Linked DNA regions of Sus scrofa: regions 1, 2, 4 and 5 are each linked to region 3. A link is a contact called in public Hi-C and HiChIP or PLAC-seq data. All regions are on one chromosome and are shown on one strand. The core of a region is the stretch at or near the end of the contact, and the rest is flanking DNA. Distances in the headings are between cores, read along the strand shown. Region 1 holds the start of RWDD1 (RWD domain-containing protein 1). Region 2 holds the start of FAM26E (protein FAM26E). Region 3 holds the start of TSPYL1 (testis-specific Y-encoded-like protein 1). Region 4 holds the start of NT5DC1 (5'-nucleotidase domain-containing protein 1). Region 5 holds the start of FAM26F (family with sequence similarity 26 member F).

Region 1 (2,700 bases), core at 160-2,659, 250 kb before region 3:
CCTTATCCCAGCTGCAGCTGGATCCCAAGTCCCAGCCCTAACTCTTACTACCAGTCCTGACACTAACTTGCTAGCCAACCCAGAGCAAGGCATTTAACCTTTCCTGAGCTTCCATTACTTTGCTTCTAGCAAGAGGAAGCCAGGCTAGATGATGTTTGGTACCCTACTATTAGTTCAGTTACCTGTGATCTCACGGAACTGAAATTTGGGCCCCCTCATTCATTTGGGCATTGGGCAAAATGTCAGAATGTTAATAAGAAAAAAAATTTTTTTTTAAAGAAAGAAAAGAAAAACAACGAACTTCAGGGACCGCGCTACTCTCAAAACTGATTCTGGGTAACTTTGAGAACTCACAAACTTTAAAACACCATCTTAGGAAAAACAGCTTCTACCTGAATAAAGGAGAAAATGTGAAAGCTGACACTTCTGCGGCTCTGGAAAGATTCCTCCCACTTGAAATATCCACGTTCGTTTTACTAAATCCCTGGCTGCTAAGTGACACAAAAACCAAAGCGCCCCCGACTGAATCCCAGGCCTGCCTGAAACTCCAGGTACCTCGCCAGCCTCGCCCGGACTTTGAGATTTCAGGGAACTAGCGGAGAGGGGGAAACAGCCATAGAGTCGCTAGTAAATGCTTGTACACACTTCGCGAGAACTAGAGGAAAGTGGTGGGCGAGGAGGCCACGCGGCCTCGCTGTTCCCTTCTCCATCCTGGCCCGGGATGCCGAAGGCCGTGGAGGCTGCGGCCCGTCCCACTCCACAGCCAGGTAGTTGCAGGCCCGCGGCCGCGGAAGTCACCTGTGAAGGAGTCAGGATAGATGGACTCCAGAGCCTCCAGCTCGTTGCGCTGCTCCTCGCCGTAATCTGTCATCGCGGCCCTCGCTGCAGCCCATGGATCACCCAGACACCCAGGCGGCGCGCTGCAGCCGGTACCGCGGCCGCGCCGGGAGAGCAGGCAGCGCCCCGGCGGGCGCAGGCGCAGAGTCCCCGTCTGGAAGGCCTGGGGTCCAAAGCCAGGCTAGGCCTGCTGAGCAACCTCCCCGAAGGGGCCTCCGGCTGCTCCCTAGTTCCGCGTTCGACTCGTTAGGCCTGGCTGCTGGGCTGCCTGACCCACGCCCGGTCGGGATTTGCTGGGATAGGATTGGCGTCTGGTCTGGCATTTGCCACGGACACCTAAGAATTGGTTCCTGGGCTTTGCAGGGCCTGAGCCTGAGAAGCCCCTCAACAAACATAGCACTTCGCTCGATGTATCTGGGCTTGAGGCCGGCCCGGCGTGCCGGGGGCGCATTGGGTAGCCAGGGTCGGCACGTTTGGGCCCCCCGCCAAATTTGTTTCCGGTTTCCGGGTTGTGACCTGGTAGCGGAGACCGACGGGACAGATTCGCGTCTTAGTGCTGGCTAGTGACGGGTCCTAGGTGATTTGTACGGTTCTCGAACCTTCAAGTTCTTGACGTCCCATGGGAGTGTGGGCAGAAGAGCAGAAGTTCTAGTACTGGATCGGGCTGAATAGCCTCAGAGAATCTGGGGAGAAATCAACTCAAAGTCCGTAGACCTTAGTTCTAGATTCAGATCTCTAGGCTTCGCTTTTGAATTTGTAAAATGAACTCGGCTTAATATAGATCCAAATATGTCTGATAGCATATTTCTGTGAATTGAAGAAATGGGTGTTTAAGTTTCTTTAACAGTTTTGGTAAGCAATGTAAAAGTAATTATCATTATTCCGAAAAAGAGTCAGAACCTTTTATTTGGGAGAATGAAACTAAAGAAATAATGACATTGTAATAATGTTCTCTTCCAGTTCATCGCAGCAGTTACGGAGGATTATCAAAGAACTGTTATGACACAAGCTAAGGAAATGGCTTAACAGAATGCTTTTGAGGAAAGACTGCTAATTAGCTATTTGTGTTTATAAGAAACGTGGTTGTATTAAGTTTTTTTTAATGCAAAAAAAATGAAAGGACATATTAAAAGATTTAAAGTTCCAAACAGTTTTCAGACATAATAAAAGGTTTTTCACACTCGTTTGTATTTTCCTTTGTTTTGTTTTCTATATTAAAGCTGGTTTTACTTGTATAGTAGGGGGAACCAGTTTTGTGGGGTTTTTTTGTTTGTCTGTTTTTTAGGGCCGCACTGGCGACATATGGAGGTTCCCAGGCTAGGGGTTGAATCAGAGCTGTAGCTGCCAGCCTGAACCACAACTCAAGGCAATGCCAGATCCTTAACCCACTGAGCAAGGCCAGGGATCAAACCTGCATCCTCATGGATACTAATCAGATTTGTTTCTCCTGACCCACTATGGGAACTCCCTATTTAAGGCATTCTTTTAAACTTTTAGGGAAAAAGTGGGAACTCTCCTGATGAAAATGAATTATACAAGTTGCTTCTTGTTCTGAATATTCTTAGTTCAGAAAAATCATTGAGTTATTGGGGAAGGAGCTTCTGTGCAGAGGGCACAGCCAATGCTAAGGTCATAAGGTGGGAGCCCACTTGGTGTTTTGGAAGCTGGTGTGGCAGATGAACATCATGTAGGGTCATCAGGGAGTTTAGTTTAAAGAGTAACAGTCTGACTCTGTTACTTTAGAAAGACCCCAGTGGCTACTGAGTATAAATATATTTAAGAGCAACAAGCCTAAAAGTATGGAGACCTTTTAGGAGGCTATGGTAATAATCTGAGCAAAAGACAATAACGTGAGCTATAGGA
Region 2 (2,700 bases), core at 117-2,616, 200 kb before region 3:
TGCTCATGGGCCTGGAAGGCTGACAAGCCACTTCTTTGCATCATTTAGGTAAAGCTATGATTTCCTTCTCTTAAATAAAACAATGCCCCAAATCTCGATCTTCTAAAGTAATGTAAGAACTTTTTTAGCTTAGAGCACCAAGAACTTAGGACAGAGCCTCCCTGGAGAATATGGTCCTGTTTCACTGAAGGCTATTTAAAGGCTGCCAACACCCACTTAATACAGGAAATTCTCCCCCTTGACAGTGTTTATCCAGAGAGATAGAAGTCACCAGTAATCAGTCAAGGGAATCTCTCTACTAATTATATCATGTGCAACTTTAAAAGGTCTTAGCTCATTTGGTTCAGCTGGACTTTAATAGGTGAATGTCTATGTGTTGGTTTTTTTTTTTTTTTCTGAAAAACCAGTTTAAAAATAAGTAATTGATAGAGGCAATAATTTCTAATTACAGTTCTGCCATTAACACCCTATTATGTGTTAGTATCGTGCATTGTTTACAATGCAACCCAGGCATTATTTTCAAGTTCTTAAGCATTTCCATCTGTATAACTCAGAGGCTATTTTTCTTTTCGGAAACGGAAAAGACAATCCAAGCAACAATTTTATTAGCCAGCCAACTTCTACAAAGCTTTTCCTGAGAACTGTCTAATGGCTGCACCGTGTTCTAATTTCCATTGAGTTTCAAAATGTTCTAGCAGGATTCAGACTCAGCCCTGGCTGAACGGAGGTCAGAGAGAACACTTCAGCCTCTCAGGCTGGGGAAAAAAAAGTCACATCTGTCCTTCTTACCTGGGACTGGGCTTGCAGGGACAGTTTCAATTCTTCGCTGTCCGTGGAGGTCATGCTGGTTTTCCCACAAGATACTTTGTGAAGCTCGTTCCAGCACTCTTTGGGCTTGTCCTTGCAGATCAACCTCAGGAGTTTTGGACTTCTGGTCCCGCTCATGGCACATTCATAAAAAGTCCCGTTGAGCAAAGCCACCGAAAGCCACATGGTCGGAGCCACCAAGGAACTCAGCGTGATCTGACCGAGGACATAGAAGAAGCGGCAGCTGTGGCCTCTGGGGAAGATTTTCCTGGGATTCACACAGCAGCCTGTGAAAAGTCTCCAGGACCTGTTGTTCAGAAAGAACCCCAGGATCAGTAACACCCAGGCAGGAGCAAAAAGGAAAACCAAGCCGTAGACCACATTCTCTGTGCTGCAGGGACACTTAAAAGCCACGAGTGAAAAGAGACGCTCACCTCCCACGGTCAGCAGAGCCATGAAGCTGTAGCCAATAACAGTTTTCTGGTTGAGGACGAATTTTAAAATCCCCTGAAAAGCATCCATGTTGGACATACACAAAGGGAAAATGCTTTGCTCTTATTTATTGGCTGAGCGGCTGTGGCAGTGGCCGAGGGTGGAGCTCTTTCTTCATTAGAAACAACAGTCCTCCTTCTCAGACTGAATTCAGCCAGATAAGGAAACAATGTCATTCCTTAGGAATGAATATTTCCTAACAGTGTTCCCATAACGCCTCCTACTGGTGGATATTGGGCCGTGAAACTAGAGCCAGAACACAGATTATCAGAGTAAATTCAAAGTGAACAGCCTCGGTTTTTATGTTACTTTCATGTGGCTTGGATTGAGCATCAGAAAGAAATTCCGACATTTACAGGTAATAACAGTCTAGAAATTTTCCAACCAGACCAATCAACATTAGCAGAAATTGGGCTACCACCAATTGGGAGCCAACTCGATTCTCCAAGCCTAGGGTTTCATGATGGTATTTTTCTCCTTTTACCTAGGAATTTGGCAACTTTGACTTAAGATCTGGAAGAATCATTTCACATCCTCTCTGACTAGTGACTTGAACCAAATTTTAGGATGTCGGCTATTTGAGATTTATATGGAAAAGTTCAAGGAGAGTTGGAGTTTAAATGAAATGCAAAATGAGAAGGGGCCTCATCATTTCTTTCCTAGGCTGTCATAGTCACCTCTTGACTGGTATCTCTGCCTTTGACCTCATGCCCACCCCCACTCTCAACCCTAAATCCATCCTCCATGCTGACACCAAGGAGATCCTTCTAAAACAGAAATCCAGTTGTCCCCTAGTCTACTCACACCTTTGGGGCACCCTGCTGCCCACAAGTTGATAGTTACCAGCTTCCCGTGGACCCCATCAGGGTATTTCAAGCCCTCAACATGTTCCTTCTCTCCCCCCTCAGTTTCCCACACACCTGGTCTTGTCCACCTGGCAAATGCTCACTCAACATTCATGAATAGCGTTGGAGCTTCTTCCTCTGTGAATATTTCTAGAAGAAAGGGTGGGGGAAAAACTGTAATTGCAATGTATGCATGTAAGGATAACCTGACCCCCTTGCTGTACAGTGGGAAAATAAAAAATAAAATAAAATAAAATAAAAAAATAAAACTCTGTGAATATTTCAAAGGCTTCCTAATGTATAACATTGTACTTTCAGAACTGATCATAATGTTGCCATGATTTGTTTAATACCTATAGCTCCTTTTTGACTATGAGCCCTTATTAAATAGGAACTACATCATATTAAATTTTGTATTCTGGGCCGAAACAGAATGTCAAATGCAGAATGGATACTTACTCAATAATTTGTTTTCCAAAGAGTTACTGAGCTCCGCTGTATGCCAGGCACTGTGCTAGACAGCCAGTGCTCAATGAGTGCCCATGAACGAATGAAT
Region 3 (2,700 bases), core at 71-2,570:
ATTACACAGGGGCCACCTGAAAAATCCAAGATAATCTTCCAATCTCCTGTTCCTTAACCTAGTCATATCTGCAAAGTCTACACCCCCTTTTTTAGCTGCAGTGTGCAGCAGCTTGATGTGGGATCTCAGTTCCCAGAAAAGGGACTGAACTCAAGCCAAAGTGCCAAATCCTAACCACTAGACCACCCAGGAATTCCCATAAAGTCCCTTTTGCCAGGTAAGATAATACATTCATAGATTCTGAAGGTTTAGACATGGACATCTTGGGCAGCCTACTATACAGGGCAAAGCAAATAGAACAAAAAACATTTGACTTGGTTGCACCTTGAATCAACTTACTGAAACTTGTTATTCTGCAGTTTATTTTATACTTATGACCTTTCTGTTTACCGATTTTAATTGGCCTTTAGTCATAAAAAATGATGGAGGTTGGACACTCTATGGGCATTTCTTTGAGGCCTTGGAATCCTCTAACACCCATTTTCCTCACAAGTAACAAACTAAAGCAACCAAAGGCACTGATATCCCTCTTAAAGAAACTCTATAAACTAATTGCATGAATATATACTTTATCAGAGCCAACCTTTCCTATCTCTTTGCAGAACTAAATTCGTTAAGTGGTTAATAGTTTAGGGGTCTGGAAATTGCTTTTCTATTTATTCCAGTGAGGAGCCATGGAGCAAGATTTAGCAAAACGATCCTGACTTAATTCTTGCAGAAATTATGTAGGACAAACCCTTCTTTGATGCAGATTATAAAGTTAGGACTAGCAAGGAATAATCTGCATCACTTTCGTGGTAAAAAAGTCGCTCAGGAGCTTTTTCTCCCAGTGATATTAGAGGCCAGAATTAATGTTTTCATGTCACTTCTACCTGAGAAAAGGGAAACAATTAACTATTCATCTTAGTTAAAAAATAATGAGAAGATTTTGCTACCGGCCATAATGGAGTAACAGGGGATAGATTTACCTTCTTGCCTAGAAAATACTGAAAACCAGAAAAACATGTTTTCAGACGACAGCAGGCAATGTAGCCCTGGGGACCCCTACCATTCATTACCCTAGAATACAAGCTAGAGGTAGTTTACAGATGCATCGCAGGGAAGGTTCTCATTGCTTCTCTGAGTCCAAGCTGCATTTATTTACCCAGGTCAAATTACCAGTTCACCTGATTTAAAAACATGGGACTAAAACTAAGCAAACACACCTGCAGAGCAGGATACCAAACAAGCTACAGCAGGAACGAATTCTCACGTCACGGTGAGATCCACAGCCCTGACGTCATCCTCACAGAGACGCTCGCGAGACTAGAGAGTGGGCGGCACCAACGGCTGGTTGTCGCCGAATGCAGCTTCTGTGAGGAAAACAGACTAGCTACCGTTGGTCTGGTTGCTGGGGACGAGCGGCCCGGAGGGAGTCGAGGAGACTCCTCGCTCCCCAACCCACAGACTTACTACCCCTGCCAGTGCCCCCGGAGACCCGGACCCTTCCCAGTGCCCGAAGCTCCGTGAGGAAACCGAGGCGTCACAGGTGATGGCGGAGACGGGCGAGGAGAGCTTGGCGCCCGTCACGCAGCCACAGCTCCAGCTTCCAGAGGAGCGGGGCGCACCCCAGGCTGCTCCCCCAGATCCGAGCTGTGCCCGTGCTACCCAGCCCCGAGGCGGTGGGGACTGCGGAGCCGGGCAGGAGCAAGCTCCGCCCCCCGCGGAGGCTTGGAAACCGCGTCCAAGGCTCTGGCAACGGGCGGCAGCCTGGGAAATGGCGGTCGCCGGGGAGAGCTGCACGGTCCTGAGGGGAAGAAAGCCATGGAAGCAGGAGGCGCGGAGAAGTTGGGGTCCGAGGCGATGGCAGAGGCGAAGGCTGAGGACGTGAAGACCGAAGAGGGCCCCGCCTCCTCAGTCCCAGTGCTGGAGGAGGTGGCGGGGAAGGAAGGAGCCCAGGCGGTGGAGGCAGTGGACCAGCAGATGGAGGTGGAGGAACAGCCAGTGGGTGAAGAAATAGAAATGGTGGAGAATAGGGTGGTGGTAGAGGAGGAGAGGGCGCGAGCCGGTTACCGGCCCCTTCGTCTGGATCTCCGCATGAACCCGCTGGAGGCCATCCAGCTGGAACTGGACACTGTGAACGCTCAGGCTGACCGGGCTTTTCAGCAACTAGAGCATAAGTTCGGGCGGATGCGTCGACACTACCTGGAGCGGAGAAACTACATCATTCAGAACATCCCGGGCTTCTGGGTCACTGCCTTTCGGAACCACCCCCAGCTGGCCCCCATGATTAGGGGCCAGGATGCAGAGATGTTACGATACATAACCAACTTGGAGGTGAAGGAGCTCAGACACCCTCGAACAGGCTGCAAGTTCAAGTTCTTCTTTCGAAGAAACCCCTACTTTAGAAACAAGCTGATCGTCAAGGAATATGAGGTCAGAGCCTCTGGCCGAGTGGTGTCTCTCTCCACTCCAATCATATGGCGCCGGGGTCATGAACCTCAGTCCTTCATTCGCAGGAACCAAGAGGTGGTCTGCAATTTCTTCACCTGGTTTTCAGACCACAGCCTTCCAGAGTCTGACAGAATTGCTGAGATCATTAAAGAGGACCTGTGGCCAAATCCACTGCAGTACTACCTGCTGCGTGAAGGAGTCCGCAGAGTCAGACGTCGCCCAATAAGGGAACCAGTGGAGATCCCTAGGCCTTTTGGATTCCAGTCT
Region 4 (2,700 bases), core at 21-2,520, 160 kb after region 3:
AATCCAACTATCAGCCCCACTTTACAGATGGGGAAACTAACAGGCACAAGTTAAGTAACTAGCCCAAGGTCACGGAGTAGTAACAGAAGGCCTTTGCCTGAAAGGCACTTTGACCGCAGAGTCCTCCCTTTGACTACCATAACCAGCTTTTCTGACTTGGATACTTAGACCTTTGACTTAAAATATTTTTTTCTGTTATTTTTTCACAGTAAGTTTCCTTGCGAAACCAAAGGAATGGGAGAAGGAGAACAATTCATTTAAGGTCATAAGTGTAGAATCATACATCCTCCACTTCTCCCTTCCTCCTAAAGTGCACTGAGGACCCAGGCTGTTGTCAGGGACAGAACTCACTCAAGGTACATGGAGCACGCAGTAGGTGAGCAATATTTATTTCCTTCTCCTGGTAAAAGGCGAAATCAGAGCTAAGATCTTAAGAACTTGTCGGTTAGTCTTTCTTCCTATATACCACACAATCCTTCCCAGACTGCAGGGTTTAAAAACTGACAGGTGGTCGCATGGATGTGCAAAAGAAAAAAATACAGCCAAGGAAAATATATGTCGCTAACCAGGTGGCTGTATCGATGCTCTGCGGGTGGTCAGAATGATTAGCAGAGAAATTCCAAGGCCAGGGATCTGCAAAGGACACCCCCAGGTCCCCTAATCCCGCCCTTCCTCTGCCCCAGGAACCGCTTCCCCAGCCCGATCTTGCACGATTTAACCCTCTCCTTCGCCCCTTTTCTTCCCTACTCATCTCTCAAACTTGGCTATGGGCTGAGCTAAATAAGCGGGCGCCCCCAGGATCGGCAGGGACAGAGGGGATGCACATTTCCTCCCCGCCTCGCGGTGGGAGGCCGACTCCTGCGCAAAGGCGCGGCGGCTGCAGGGCCCCGGCGACGCTCGCCGCCGTCGCCGCCGCGGAAGCCGGGAGGAAACTCGAGCCCCAGCCGCCATGGAGGCTGCACGCCGTGCGCCCCGGCAGCCCGCGCCACTCACCCGAGCGCTCTCGGGCAGGTTGTAGCGACACAGAGTGTGGTCCAGGTCGAAGCCGACCACGTCGCAGGCGGCCAGGGAGAAGTGCTGAGCCATAGTGCGCGGGGTGCACCGGCAAGCGCCTACACGCGGGTACCCGGCGAGGAGTGCGCAGAGAGGACGCTGCGGGACGGCCCGGCACGACGCGGCGGGGCGGGACGGGGCGGGGCTGCGGCCGCCCCGTGGACGCGGCGCGGAGGCCTCTAGCTCTTCCCGCGCCCGCCAGCCCCGCCCCCGGCCACGCTTATGCCCGCCCCTCGCGGCCGGCCTGCCTGGCTCTCCGCCCGCAGCTTCGCAGCTGGGAGATCTGCTGGCACCCACATGCAGGCTCCTGCCGCACCGTTACCACCGTCACTCCCTCCGTGAAGGCCGAACGCAGGATGTGACCTGGAGCCGTGCCACTACTGCAGGATTTGGGGCGCAACTAAGACCCTGTTGGAAGGTAGCCTTAGCCACAAAATTAACCCGGGCTTCCCTTCGTTTTCCAGGCGCCTGGGAAACCAAGGGACTATCAAGTTACACCTGACCCTTTTATTCTTATATGCGAAATAATGTAAGATTATGGAGAAAATTTTATCCACTAATATCCCTCTGACCCAATTAGCCTATAATTTGGAAGATTTTTTTCCCCACGAGATCTCTAACTATGGATTAAATTTTTAAAAGTCTTATATTCCAGGAGTTCCCATCGTGGCACAGTGGTTTACGAATCCGACTAGGAACAATGAGGTTGCTGGTTCGTTCCATGGCCTTGCTCAGTGGGTTAAGGATCTGGCGTTGCCATGAGCTGTAGTGTAAGCCGCACATGTGGCTCGGATCCCGTGTTGCTGTGGCTCTGGCGTAGGCCGGTGGCTACAGCTCCGATTCGACCCCTAGCCTGGGAACCTCCATATGCCAAAGGAGTGGCCCTAGAAATGGAAAAAAGACAAATAAATAAATAAATAAAAATCTTATATTCCATAGTAAATAGTGGGAGGGCTTTCAACATTTCATCCCCTGGAGACGTTAGAAAATAAAGTTATTAGAAATCGTGAAGGACCATTTTGCAAAATGACAATGATTAAGGAAACCAATATTGGTTGTTATTTGATTATCCTATTTTTTTTAATTGTAATGAATGTTTCTATGAAAGGACGTTGGAAACTTCATAGAACATACCATAAAAGAGAGAATTTTATGCAAACAGAGGTTTTAAAATTTATAGAACACAGTGATTTGAGTGACAATGTTCTCAATTCTCTCAAGGACTGTATATAGCCAGTATCGTTTTGGATGTATAGGAGAAAAGTTAATTCATTACATACAATGGATGCTCAGAGCATTTATTTCTGAGAATCCCTGGATATGAAGGACTAAGACTTTGAGATCTTTAAAATCATTTAAGAGAGTCTCCTGGCTCAGCAGGCAGACATCATGTCCCCAAGGGTGTGAGTTCCATCCCTGGCCTTGCTCAGTGGGTTAAGGATCTGGAGTTGCCTCAAGCTGCTGCATAGGTCACAGATGCACCTCAAATCTGGTGTTGCTGTGGCTATGGTGTACTCCTGCAGCTGCAGCTCAGATTCAACCTCTAGCCTGGGAACTTCCATACGCCACAGGTGTGGCTATAAAAATAAATAAATACATACATACATAAATAAATAAAATCATTTAAAAGAGGATATACAAATTATT
Region 5 (2,700 bases), core at 132-2,631, 180 kb before region 3:
TGGAACTCAAAACGTGGAATCTGGGCAAATCCAAAGAAACAAGCGTTCATTTCGAAGAGCCTTTTTACCAGCCCAGAAGCAGTATGGGGTGAAGGCTTTAGAGCCAAGCAGACCCATTTTATTGTAACAATTCTGGCTGGACAAACAAGTTGACCCAGACTCAGTGCATTTCCTATAAAGACACTAGAGAATAATAAGGGAAGTAAAGGGCCCAGCGCGGCGTCTGGCACAGAGTGACTGGGTGCCTGACACTATCCGAGTGCCTTCCTCCTTTTCCTTACTTTTATTTCAGTATTCGCCTATCAGGCTCTTCAGACGCCAATAGTCCTCTTCCTTTGTCTCCAGGTGTGGATGGTCTGAGAAAGGGCACGGATTTTACCTCTCCCTCCCCCCAGGAGCCTGCCCCTCTCCAGTCCTCGTCCAGCGCGGGAGCCTGACCTGCGACTGGGCTTTGAGCTCCTTGTGCAACTCCTGCACCTCGGGCACCTGGGCTTGCCCGCAGGGCACCAGCGGCATCTGGACCTCGCAGCGGGAGTCGCGGCCGGGACACAGGCGCCGCGCCTGGAACGCGCTCCCGCTAGCCGCGCACTCGTAGAAGGTGCCCCCCAGCAGCGCCACCGCCACCCAAGTGAGCGGTGCAACCGCGGCGGCCGCGCTGAGCTGCGCGCACACCACAAAGGTCCGCAGCCCCCCGCCGCAGCCCGGCCGGGCGCAGCAGCCGGTCAGCAGGCGCCAGGTGCGCGCGTTCAGCACGTAGCCCAGCAGGAAGAGCGCCAGCGCCGGCACCAGCAGGAAGACCAGACCGTAGGGCAGGTTCCAGGCGGCGTTGCACGGGCACTGGAACACCGCGGTGGAGAAGATGCGCTCCCCGCCAGCGGTCAGCAGGCTCACCAGGCCGTAGCCCAGCGCGCTGTGATGCTTGAGGTGCAGGTCCAGCACCGTCCGAAACTTCTCCATGGCGCTCCTATCTCAGGGCTCCAGAGACAGGTCCAGAGGCTTCTGCCTCTTCGCGGCCCAGCTCCTGGAATGATTTGGGGAGTCTTGGGGTCTGGGGTTTCCTGTGCTTTGCTAATCAGCTTTTTCCGAAAAAAGGAATAGGGCTTCTCTGGACTGAGCTTTCGCTTTCTTATTTCAGCCAAACTAGCTGTGGCAGACCCAATCACAGGCACCATTGACTTCTCTGGTGCCCAACCCCCGCCCCCAGAAGAGGACGTACTGGTGACCCTTCCCCAGGGACTGCCTGAAGATAGGCCCTGTTCCGTTGAAACCTTTGTTTACTTCCAACTGATAAGCAACCAGGGGACTTTCCTTACCTTTCATGACCCTACGCAGTCATCCAATGGATAGAATACTTTGCATTTGGGCAAACTGGGAAAAATACTGGATTTTTATCACTGCAGCCACCCTGGATTCTAAACCAACTCCCAGTCAGACCAAAGAGTCGCCGCCCCCCGCCCCCCGCTGCCGCAAACCCCTATCATTTACAGGAAGCATTATTCAAGAACAAATTTCCAGTTTCTCTTTTATAAACTAACCACAAAGCCCAGCCCAAATTCTAGTTTGTCTATGTCCTTCCTGTCCCCCTTCTGGACAGAACTACCCCTGTTCTCTCCTCTGCCTGATCTCTCAAAGGATATTAGCCTGAATGTATTGTATTGACTTCTGCCCCCGCCCCCCGCCCCCTGAAGGTATGTCCTAACACCAGCAGTGCATGGAAGAGTGTCAAATTCTTACTCAGTGACCCCCAAGTTGATCGGCAGGGGAGGGGGATACGTGGTTGTTCAAGAAACACTAACTGAACCCAAAAAATTTCAAGCTACAGCATCACAGCTGCATCTAACATGCTGTTTCCTCCGTTTTCAATTTTCTCCAAGTAGCGTTCTTCTGACACAAGCTGTAACCACTTCCGTGAAACTGAGCCTTAATCTGTGGTTCTAGAGTGTACTTGAAAGAACATAGGCTCTGAAGTTAGGGGCATTTTGTGTGTGTATGTGTGTGTAATAAGTTAGCTCCTTTATCATTCAGCGTGCTCATTTGTAAAAGCAGAATTATAGTGCTCACTTTCCCAGACTGAGACAAGTAACTTGAGTAGCCTCTACAAAGCACCTTTATACACAAGGGTGTGCCAGTGAACTGGTCACTGCTCTAGCCCATCCACTCGATTTGCCTTATTTATTTGGGAAGAGTAAGTAGCCTACCAAATCCAGTGAATTGTTAGAGAAAGGGGGAGAAACATATCATTTCTTTCTTTAATCCAACTTGCCTTCTTAGGTTGCAACTCCGACCACCAGTGCTGGCACAAAACCACCATTCCATCTCTTGTAGTGAATAGCTATTCTATCTGTGTGAGTGTTTACAAAGATCCCCAGATCAGGGTCCTTTTGTCATGCAGGACAGTAGGGGCCCATTGCTCTGAGATTATACCAGGTACTGCCAGCTTCCTCTAATTTTGCATCAAAGTTACGTGTTTGAGGCAAATCACTTCTGCTAGGACGATCATCTCTGTAGTCGCACATCTGCAAAAAATCTTCCTTCCTTTTTCACTTGGGTGACTCTCTTCTTACTGCTGCCCTCTTCTTTACTGCCACTTTACTCCTCAGCTGTTGCCTCCCCTTTGACCCTTTCCACACACCATCGTGAACAAATCCCACCATGTCCACAAAGTTTGGACGGATGGCTTTATCCAAATCTCCCTTAATT

Evidence for each region. Hi-C and Micro-C count contacts between places; a contact is called where the count stands out from the background. HiChIP or PLAC-seq counts read pairs in DNA pulled down with a chosen protein or histone mark.
Region 1: a contact with region 3 is called in a Hi-C map of fetal skeletal muscle, with 2.5 times the contacts expected there. The contact joins the promoter of RWDD1 here to the promoter of TSPYL1 in region 3. A contact is called at or near these places in 2 of 5 promoter capture datasets (fetal liver and liver), 9 of 47 Hi-C or Micro-C datasets (brain, embryonic fibroblasts, fetal skeletal muscle and 5 more) and 2 of 2 datasets of contacts at active chromatin or transcription factors (alveolar macrophages and skeletal muscle).
Region 2: an H3K27ac HiChIP or PLAC-seq map of alveolar macrophages shows a contact between it and region 3. The contact joins the promoter of FAM26E here to the promoter of TSPYL1 in region 3. A contact is called at or near these places in 2 of 5 promoter capture datasets (fetal skeletal muscle and skeletal muscle) and 2 of 2 datasets of contacts at active chromatin or transcription factors (alveolar macrophages and skeletal muscle).
Region 4: a contact with region 3 is called in a Hi-C map of liver, with 5 times the contacts expected there. The contact joins the promoter of NT5DC1 here to the promoter of TSPYL1 in region 3. A contact is called at or near these places in 3 of 47 Hi-C or Micro-C datasets (heart right ventricle, liver and skeletal muscle).
Region 5: a contact with region 3 is called in a Hi-C map of embryonic fibroblasts, with 2.8 times the contacts expected there. The contact joins the promoter of FAM26F here to the promoter of TSPYL1 in region 3. A contact is called at or near these places in 2 of 5 promoter capture datasets (fetal skeletal muscle and skeletal muscle), 16 of 47 Hi-C or Micro-C datasets (adipose tissue, alveolar macrophages, embryonic fibroblasts and 11 more) and 2 of 2 datasets of contacts at active chromatin or transcription factors (alveolar macrophages and skeletal muscle).

The regions. Positions count from the first base shown.
Region 1 is chr1:82,160,080-82,162,779 of Sscrofa11.1, reverse strand. RWDD1 (RWD domain-containing protein 1) reads right to left here and starts at 1,409. Exons shown (of 7, transcript XM_001928520.6): 1 at 799-1,409. The coding sequence starts at 871.
Region 2 is chr1:82,107,708-82,110,407 of Sscrofa11.1, reverse strand. FAM26E (protein FAM26E) reads right to left here and starts at 1,366. Exons shown (of 2, transcript XM_021091584.1): 1 at 790-1,366. The coding sequence starts at 1,338. All of the region lies in intron 3 of TRAPPC3L (trafficking protein particle complex subunit 3-like protein), which reads left to right. It overlaps FAM26D (protein FAM26D), which reads right to left and starts at 873. Exons shown (of 4, transcript XM_021091581.1): 1 at 790-873.
Region 3 is chr1:81,908,081-81,910,780 of Sscrofa11.1, reverse strand. It overlaps TSPYL1 (testis-specific Y-encoded-like protein 1), which reads left to right and starts at 1,320. Exons shown (of 2, transcript XM_003121374.4): 1 at 1,320-1,703; 2 at 1,706-2,700. The coding sequence starts at 1,532.
Region 4 is chr1:81,744,488-81,747,187 of Sscrofa11.1, reverse strand. It overlaps NT5DC1 (5'-nucleotidase domain-containing protein 1), which reads right to left and starts at 1,270. Exons shown (of 12, transcript XM_001928200.4): 1 at 994-1,270. The coding sequence starts at 1,086.
Region 5 is chr1:82,084,462-82,087,161 of Sscrofa11.1, reverse strand. FAM26F (family with sequence similarity 26 member F) reads right to left here and starts at 1,381. Exons shown (of 3, transcript NM_001258434.1): 1 at 1,314-1,381; 2 at 439-1,021. The coding sequence starts at 957.